2 separate regions of the Anas platyrhynchos genome follow, and region 2 is linked to region 1. A link is a contact called in public Hi-C data. All regions are on one chromosome and are shown on one strand. The core of a region is the stretch at or near the end of the contact, and the rest is flanking DNA. Distances in the headings are between cores, read along the strand shown. Region 1 has its middle 52 kb from the start of ABCB5. Region 2 holds the start of ITGB8 (integrin subunit beta 8).

Region 1 (5,157 bases), core at 439-2,938:
CATACGGTATTTCAAAATTCTGGTAACTCTCCAACTGATATGTTTAAAGGATTTTCTTACTAGCATCTGCTTTGTGTTTGTTGGTGAGATGTTTGGCCCCCAGCACACGATCAATAGCTTGCCAAAACATAAGTTCATTGGGATAGCTTCTCAGTTTTACACAGAGGCTTTTCTGGATTCACACTTTTTTTTTTTTTTTTTTTTTTTTTTTTTTTTTTTCCTGAGAATTTCTATGGCTTTGTGAATTTACAACAAAATTCTGATGGAAATAAACACTACTGCCAAAAGTAAATACAGAACTTACAGCTATGGACCACAAAAATAAGCCTCATACTTGAACAGAAACTTTTAGATTATGAGAAAAATGTGCTTGAAGACAGTATGTAGCTTGGAGTAGGAAGATGTTTCTTTTCTGAAACAATAAAATAACTTGTTTTTAAATGACAAGCCATTTCTCTGCAGAATTATGAAAGTTGCTGGATAATGGAAAGACATGCTGCAATTTGGAATAGGCTTTTTATTTAGAACATTTCCTCTTCAATTTGGTTTGACTTCAGCAAAACACTTGGATGAGTGTTAATAGAGGGGGACCTTGCCTTTCAGTCTTTTGAAAGCATTTTCCTTGCAGAATATACTGGAAAATGTTAAGCAATCGAGAAAAAAAAATGTGCATGTCTATCCCTCTGTGTGATAATGTTGCTCATCTTCAAGCCACTGGCATCAATACTAGCTCTCCAAATTCATCACAAGTGTCAGGAGACATCACAAGCTATCAGGAGACTTCATTTTAGGGATAAAACTACAGACAGTGCTCCTTCCCAAGTCCAAGCTCCAGTGGATTTTGATACTCCAGGACAAGACACCAGCCAGAATTTAGAGAAAAGTAGAAAAGCTACTAAGAATGAATTTAAAGTCTCTGCAACCAACCAGTTGCAGAGACTTTAAAATGCCAAGATTACCTGCAGAACTGATGAATGAAGCATTGCAATTTGACTGACACTTTATAGAAAAGTATAGGTCATTTGCAATGTGACTTGTGCTTCTTTCTTTTGCTTCAGGTGGTTGACCATCTAAGCTCTATGTATCTTTTTAGCTCTTAAAACAGTGACTTGGATTATAATCAATACCGAGTCCTTCCAGCTTTAATATAGCTTTTAAACCTCCATGTCTGGATTCACAAATACAACCAATATAATCATCTGTAGAAAACATTCAAATAAAAGGGAAATTTAAAATTTAAAAATAAAAAAGGAAAAAGAGAATGAAGCTTTGTGAAAACATCTGTGAATTTGCTTTCCCTTATCTTCAGTCCTGGCTCCAGGGACACAGTGGGAATGACACCCAGCAGGATGATTGCTGGACAACCCTGTAAGCCAGGAAGCATTATCATGTAGTGCATGCATAAAACTGTTCACCCAGGATAGCTGTGATGCCACAGGTTTACTGACAAGCAATTTACACAGCAGCAGTCACTAATTGGCTGAAGTTGTCTCCTGCATGTGAAAACAAATCATGGTTGAGTGATTTACTTATGTTTTTAATCAAACACCATCTCTCTAGAGGAGACCTGACTGCTCACTGGGGATTTTCTTGCACTGCTATGTAGAAAAGCTACTTTCTTCTTCTAGAGGCAGCATTTGTCTCTGTTTGAGCTCTATTTTCTTAGTCATTAGCAGTGAATGCATCAGCTACCACTTCTCCCTAGGCAACAACAATGACTGTGACCACAACAGAAATCCAGTCTCCTCACAGTCTCTTCCTTCTCTGCTTTTGTTACACAATATTTCATAATACTGGGTGATCTTATTCAGCTTAGGTTTATTTTCACATGGCTGGTTTAGATGCTATAGAGTTAAAAATCATTAATATAATAAAACCTGACTAGACACCACTTTTTACAAAGAATAGCTAACATAGTGGAAATGAAAATCCATTTTAAATCATGCTTATATGACCTCTTCTTCTTTTTTTTTTTTTTTTTTTTTTTTTTTTTTTTTTTTTTTTTTTTTTAAATCAGACTTCTCTGATGTACAAGGAAAGCAGCAAACCAATATGTTCTGGTTAAAATAACTGGTCTTTTAAGCTTTTCTCTACATCTTTTTAGAGCCCCATGGTGCTAGGTAAACTGCTTGCAACTGAAATAATCAGGAATATTTTAACTATTTTTATATTTTTAGTCCTACGAGGAGCGGCTGAGGGAGCTGGGCTTGTTCAGCCTGGAGAAGAGGAGGCTCAGGGGCGACCTTATCGCTCTCGACAGATACCTTAAAGGAGGCTGTAGAGAGGTGGGGGTTGGCCTGTTCTCCCACGTGCCTGGTGACAGGACGAGGGGGAACGGGCTAAAGTTGCGCCAGGGGAGTTTTAGGTTAGATGTTAGGAAGAGCTTCTTTACTGAAAGGGTTGTAAGGCATTGGAATGGGCTGCCCAGGGAGGTGGTGGAGTCACCATCCCTGGAAGTCTTCAAAAGACGTTTAGATGTAGAGCTTAGGGATATGGTTTAGTGGGGACTGTTAGTGTTAGGTTAGAGGTTGGACTCGATGATCTTGAGGTCTCTTCCAACCTAGAAATTCTGTGATTCTGTGTGATTCTGTAACTGAAAGACTGCTTAAAAAAACCCTCTAAGACTAATAAAACTGGAGATTTAACTTGACTTTACAATGCTCCTGAAATGCTCGAGCACACTGTATTCCAGGGACCCAGTTTATCCTCTTGCACTGAGCTGCACAGTATCAGATACAATTATGGAAACAGGAAAAGATCACTGGGAGTTAGTAATAGTTATTGAACCAAATACTCAGCTAGAATTGTTATTTTGGCCACACAGCCATCAGGCAGCTCTAGTTAGAAGCAAGCCTCAAAACACTTAAAACTTGCCACCCCAAATCAGAAAAAGTGAGACAGCCATGTAAAAGCAAATAAGAGGGAGTAAAATCACCAGTTTATTGTTCACATCCAGGCAATGAAAAATGGGTAAAGTATCTAATGCCCACATTAGAAGGAGCTAGATAGCATTTGTCTGCATTTACTTTCAGCCCTAGCTTTACTAGGGCTCTGACTAGGAGAACAATCACAGCAACCTCAATTCATTCACTGGCAAACTCATCGTTTGCACATGTACATGCAAAATGCCCTTGTGGCAGCTCATCTGCTCAGCCTGCCGTGTGTCAGCATTGCTGCACTTCCAGAAAGAATCCAAGAGATAATAAATTTGCATTTATCTTAATTACTTGCAGGAAACTGTCCCTAAGACCCTTCCTAAAGGTGCCTCCAACTCACTGGGTGATTCACTGGGGGCACTATAGGACAACCTGCAGATCTCTGCTCTGTCTGAAAGCACAGGTGTGAACTATTTCCTTGAGAGTATTTCACTTACCCTCTCAAAGCACAGGATTTTTGAAAAAGGGATGCAGCAGAGGAGCTGATTAATAAATTTCAGGCCTTAATAAGAATAAGTTATCTTATTCAGGAAAGTTACTTTTATGGTGCAAATTGTGTTAAACCTGAAGAGATGGTCTGGCAAGTGAGGTGATCTAAAATCACCATGAAGCAGCCTAATTTATGACTCTCGTAACTCTGCAACACCCTCATGGGCTAGGGAATCTGGAGCGTGTGGCACTTTTGTTTGTTTTCCTTTTATTTTATGCCAACAAAAGGTTGGGAAAGGAAGTGTCACTCCTTTGACTACTGAAAAATCTATTTTGGAAGGAGACCTGAAGACAGGATTTTCATACATGGGACATCCATGTGATATTATGCATTAGCTTGCTAATCAGTAAAAACAAAACATGCAACAACAACAACCAAAAAAACAAAACAAAACAAACAAACAAAAACCACAAAACTAAACAAAAAAAAATATACAAGCTTGATGCCTGTGGCCTGCATAGAAAAGCTGATCTTCCTAAATCTTGTGACGTGGAAAGCAGATGGGGGAGGCTTGCACAACACTGCTGTCATCTTGTGGGGTAAAAAAGTTTAAACAGAAAACTAAAAGCAAACCTGAAAAATGTTTGTTCTGCATTTTATAACTAACATTAGTTTGGAGGTGTTTCTGTTAAAAAAAAAAATATATATATACATATATATATATTATAAAATCTGGTTTCTGTCCTGGAATCTGCCCTGCAAAAGGTACAACGTTTATGAAGGATGTGTGGTGACCTTAACCCAAGGCAAGAGACTGCAGGTGCAAGGTGAGGAGGTGGTTCAGGTTCCCCAGCAGCTGGGGTTCTGTGTGAGGCTGGGTGTTCTGCTTAGACCTGTGGAGGATCATGCTGGCCACAGCCACTGCCCTGCAGGATAGGACAAGAGCTGGAAGGAAGGCACTTGCCCTTACAGTCAACCTTCTGAGAAGATGGAGAGGAGGTCTTCAAGTGGTAAGTATTATTCTCGTAGTTGTCTGTCTGATTATGATGTTTTGTCTTTTTGCATTCCCTCTACATTTACCTTCTCTCTTCCTAGTCCTGTGCGACAAGTTAGGTTTTCTGACAGTGTAATTTCCCTTGAATGCGACCACGTTCCCTGGGGCTACACTTAACACATAACCTCAAGTTCTGTACATCCCTAAGGGAGAAATAGTCTTTCTAGCAGCCTTGGATCTAATGGTCTTTGCCTGGAGAACCACTGGGTTCCCAAGAGAGAAGAATTTTTTGTGGTGAATTCTCTTCTCCTTCTAAGCTAACATCACAAATGCTTGTGCTACAAGTGCATATTTTCACAGGTGGATGTATCTTGGGGGGGGGAGGGGAGGGGGCAGAAATGGGTCTACTCTGAGTGTGTGTTGCAGAAGCATGAACTGCAGCTTTTACTGTGCAAAGAGAATAGTCTGTTCATAGTCGAGAGTAAATTTCTATGCTTTTTAAGGGCAAGTTATCCAAGAAAGTCTTTACCTGTAATCACAGCAGCATGCTACATGCACGCATGGTATTGCTAATGCAGATTAAAAAAAAAATGTGGTAAACAACCAATGACAGGCGATGTCTGTGTGCCGATAGATGTCACTGTTGCATACCTTATGTAGCTTCACATTTCTGGCAAATGCTGTCAGATGTAGCTGTGCTAGGCAAGAACTGTAAATGTGTCCTGTTTTGTTTTATAAACTCTTGTCTGTGCTTTTTAATGTATACGTCTTCCCGTACGACAAGGAGTAAGTGAACT
Region 2 (4,581 bases), core at 723-3,222, 140 kb after region 1:
TGGCTCTCGCCTGTAAAGTGATTATGTATGAAGGAAAGAATTCAGTGTGACTTTCAGCTTTCATGAATTAGCAGAGGTTTCAAATAAAGAGGAGAAAAAAAAAAAAAACCAACAAAAAAACAACAAGATCTATCTGAGTTACAGACTGCCTGATCTGGTAGCTGTTGTCACAATAAACACGTAACCCATGACTTACCATCCATGTGTACTTTCACTACCAAGCACAACAAAGAAAGTAAGCACCTTTTGCAGCCAAAGCCCCAAGTACAATCTTCACCTATGTCACACTGTTCTCAAGTATTCTTTGCACTATTGCACCCAGGAGCTACACTCATAAGCAGGCACACCACTGCACTAAGGCACAGCACTCTCCTCTACATAAAGTTTCAATTAGCCTTTAAACTCAATTATACTGCACAGAAAAGAATCTGGAATGCTGGATGCAAGCTGTCATGTTTCATAAGCCATTTAATAATATTATATTTTATTTTTTCCTATTGACATTTAGTTTGGTTTTGAACTCAAAATATGAAGCCAAAAGAGCAAAATAAATTATCCTGTGAAAGTTAACAAATTATTCCATTGTTTTTAACAGCACTGGGCAAATCCCACTGAATTAGGCATGAATTTGTCACATATGCAGCAAGGAACTTAAAACTAATACATTGTTCCCATTGCAAATCTTATTTTTAGAGGTTAGAAGTTCTAAACTCGCTCCAGGCTTAAGCATGAGATACGCATTTATTCCAGAAGGGGAAAAAGAAAAAAAGAGAGAAGGAGAGAGAGAAGAAAGGAGGAAAGAAGGAAAGGAGGAAAGGAAGGTGACTGACAACTTGCTCTGCGTTTCTGATCACGACCAGCTGGATGAGGGAGACCCTTTGTGGACTACCGGACTAACCTGATGGCTCCGTCTGACAAACTGCATGACCTGAGGGACACTTGCACTGCCTCCTCGCCCTGCCCGCGACGAACCTGGCACCAGGGTTATTTTTGGGAAGCCGTGCCACAGCCCGAGGTGCTGCCCGCCTCGGCCAGCGCCCTCTCTGCCCGCAGCAGCACCCCGGGCAGGGGCAGGCGCCCTCCCCACACCTCCACCCCTTTCACCGCGAACCCCAGCAGTGCCCCCCCGACACCGCCGCCGCCCGGCCGCCCGCTGTCCCCCCCGGGACGCGGCGATCCCCGAGAGGCACCCCGCTAGGTGAGCCGAGCCGCTCGGCGACTTACGGCGCTGGCAGAGTCCCGGCACGGCCGCCAGCAGCCGGGCCGCCCCGAGGAGGGCCCCGGGGCCGCGCTGGCACTTGGGCACGGAGACGATCCCCGCGGTGAGGCACGCCAGCAGCGGCACCCACATCGTGCGGCGCGCTCGGCCCCGCTCCCGGTCCCGCTGCCTCTCCTCGGGGCCGCGGCTCGGCGGCGCGGCGCTCTCAGTCCCGGCCCCCGCGGGGGCGGCGGCGGCGGCGGCGGGGCCGGGGGAGGAGCGGCGGCGGCGGCGGCGGCGACGGGCCCGGCACAGGTAGGGCGCGGGGCGGCGGCACCTCAAGGGCAGCGCCCGCCGCTCCCCGCGAGGGGCTGCCCCCCCCGGCGGCGGCGGCAGCGGCGGCGGCGGGGCGGCCCCGGGCGGGCGCGGAGGACGGCTGCCTCCATCCGCCTCCAGCCCGAGCGCCCTGCCCTGCCCTGCCCTGCCCGGCCCGGCCCCGCGGCTCCCGCAACGAAACGACCGCCGCCGCCGCTGCCCCCGCCCGCCCCCGCCCCGCCGCCGGTGCGCCTCGGGCCCGCGGGTGTCCCCCCCTCTCCGCTTGCCGGGAGGCTGCGGCGGGGCAGGGCGAGGGCGGGCGGAGGCGGGGCGGCGGCGGGCGGTGAAGTCACGGCGCCCGCCCGCGCCGCTTTGTTCGGCGGAGGATGGCGGAGACCGTGGGGAGCGCCCCTCGCCACCGCCTCGGGACCCCCCCCACATCGTACACAGACCGCAATCACCCCGCCGCCCTTCCCTCGCGATTTGTGTGTGCCCGGAGTTTCCGCCCCTCCGGGCGAAGTGGGAATAACGCAAAGGTTAGAGCCGTGCCCTGGGCGGCGCGGAAAGTACCTCGCCGTGCGGGCACGGAAACCCCCGGCCCGGGCTAGGTGCGCGGCCTCTCGGCCTCCTGTCACCGCCTCCCCGGCCAGGGCGCCGCTCCCGGAGCTGCCGTGGCGTCCCCCAGGCAGGTGACACGCACCTGTGCCGGCCTGACGGGCCCGGGTCCTGTGGCCGTCACCGTGTCACCGCCTCGTTTGTAGCATTACCGAGCAGGTGGCACAGCGAGCCGTATCCTCAAATAATGCCTCAACGTGATGTGCCAGTCTGTCAGCGCAGGGCACAACATTAAAAAGTCATTCCCGTGCATATGGCATTAAATGAACTGTGGTCAGCTTTGGGCCCCTCACTACAAGAAGGACATCGAGGCCCTGGAGCGTGCCGAGAGACGGACTGTGAAGCTGGTGAAGGGTCTGGAACACAAGTACTGTGAGAAGCAGCTGAGGGAAATGGGGTTGTTCAGTCTGGAGAAGAGGAGGTTCGGGGGAGACCTTATTGATCTCTGCAACTGCCTGAAAGGAAGGTGTGGGGAGCTGGGGGTCAGCCTCTTCTCCCAGATAAACAGTGTTAGGACTAGAGAGAATGGCCTCAAGTTACGCCAAGAGAGGTTTAGGTTGGAAATGAGGAGACATTTCTCCTCAGAAAGAGCAGTCAGGCATTGGGACAGGTTGCCCAGGGATGTGGTGGGGTCACTATCCCAGAGGGTGTTCAAGGAAAGGTTGGACGTGGTGCTTTGGGTCATGGTTTAGTGGGTGACATTGGCAGTACGGTGATGGTTGAAGGTCTCCTCCAACCTTAATGATTGTACGATTCTAACACTGTGCTCTCTTACAGTCCTTACAAATAAAAGGCTGTCAAAGCATTTTCGGACCCTGTGCCAAACCTTGTGGCACTGAGATCAGGATGGCTTGTCGACTGCATGTCAAAGGTCAGAAACTGAAGATGCACTGGGTTTGTGCAAAGTCACTGAGGAGGGGATGGCAAAGGAGCAGTCCTATACTCCCACTCCAGGGATTTTTAAATGCTGTATCATTGTTCTGCTTCATTTTGGAAAAATCCCCTCTTTCAGACCTTGAGTGTCATTCTTAAAGCTGCCACAGCTCGAATGGGGATATGGTGTGTGACAAAACCATATACAGTGATGGTCACATAAAAGGGTAGCATCCACATGACTTCAGATGTGGTGGCATTCTTGGTCTAATCACTCTATGGTTTCAGAGATCACAGTTTTAACACTATACAATGATGAGCAACTTGTCTCATGAGGACTCAGATTGGTGTAGTTCTTTGAAATGACACATTCGTGGCAGGCAAGCTAAACTCAATTGACTCCTGTTCATGTTCACCATGATGTCTAAATCCCACCTCATGATGTTGCAGATTCATGATGATTCAAGTTTATCTTGAAAAGGGTCCAGAATAAGACAAACAAGTTCAAGGAAATGTCTTAATAAAAAATAAAAAAAATCCAAGCAGAAGCAAAAGTTGCAGATAGAAAACTGGGATTTTTGCCTGCAGAGTCTAAATAGTGTTGAAGGGAGGAAGAATATGCCTAATACTCCATATGATGTATTTTGTATGAACATTGTTGTCAGATCAGAATTTGAATGCTCATAGAAGCATCATGAAGAAAATGGTTCTGTCATCAACAGCATGAGTTGTCTTGTGAATTTCTAGTCATAACCTAGTCATTTCATCATACAAATAGGAAATTGAGTCCTTACATGTACCGCTTCTCGAGAGAATGATGTGCAAGGATTTGGCATTTGGGCAGACAGGCAATATCTACAGTGTAACATGGAAAAAATAGACAACTTTCATATAAAGTCTGAGAATAAGGTAACTAAAATGAACACTGAGAACATAACTAAAAGGGCAGATCAATAATGGCTGAGAACTATTCACCATGAATACTGAAAGACATGGGTATCAACAGTAAAAAAGAAGCCAAGAGTTGAAGGTGCCAATAGTTGAGGCCACTGTAACTGTTCAGAGTAGTCTGTTGGTTTATGTAAAATGTGTCTTTCCCTTACTTCTTTACCTTCATTCCTCACATAGTGGGAGACAAAGACTTCAGAAGATATATTCTGTAGTGATGGCATCTTTAAATACACTGCTGGTTAGTGTTTGGAATGCAGTAATATAAGCTGCATCTCAGAAGATGTTACGCAGATTTGGATAGCAATTCAAGTTTTACAAATTGACAAACCTAATCGTGTAATGTCACGTAGGAGACTTGGAACAAGGAACTTAAGACGACTGGAACTGGATGTAAGCATCAGTCTGTTGTTCTACCCACAGGACCATGAATGCTTGAGAAAATGTCATTGTGGAATCTCCGTCCTTGGAGATAACTGAAACTCAGCTGAACAAGTTCATGGGCAACCTGATCTTATTGGTCGTGTGTTGAGCAGAGGGCTGGTTGGGCCTCTTGGAGCTTTTTCTAGCCTAAGTTACTCTGAATTTCTATGGTGAAAGCTGTTTAATTCTCTGTTATTATATTGCATGTA

Evidence for each region. A called contact is a pair of places that touch in the nucleus more often than the background predicts.
Region 2: a contact with region 1 is called in a Hi-C map of liver, with 2.0 times the contacts expected there. The contact joins the promoter of ITGB8 here to the enhancer-like site in region 1. A contact is called at or near these places in 2 of 8 Hi-C or Micro-C datasets (liver and subcutaneous adipose tissue).

The regions. Positions count from the first base shown.
Region 1 is chr2:127,061,038-127,066,194 of IASCAAS_PekinDuck_T2T, forward strand. No RefSeq gene overlaps it. Among named protein-coding and RNA genes, the nearest start is that of ABCB5, 52 kb to the right of the region's middle. Within about 2 kb of position 1,689, at least 1 of the 8 cell types and tissues checked has an H3K27ac peak or open chromatin away from gene starts, as enhancers often do.
Region 2 is chr2:127,199,107-127,203,687 of IASCAAS_PekinDuck_T2T, forward strand. It overlaps ITGB8 (integrin subunit beta 8), which reads right to left and starts at 1,973. Exons shown (of 15, transcript XM_027450911.3): 1 at 1,225-1,973. The coding sequence starts at 1,954.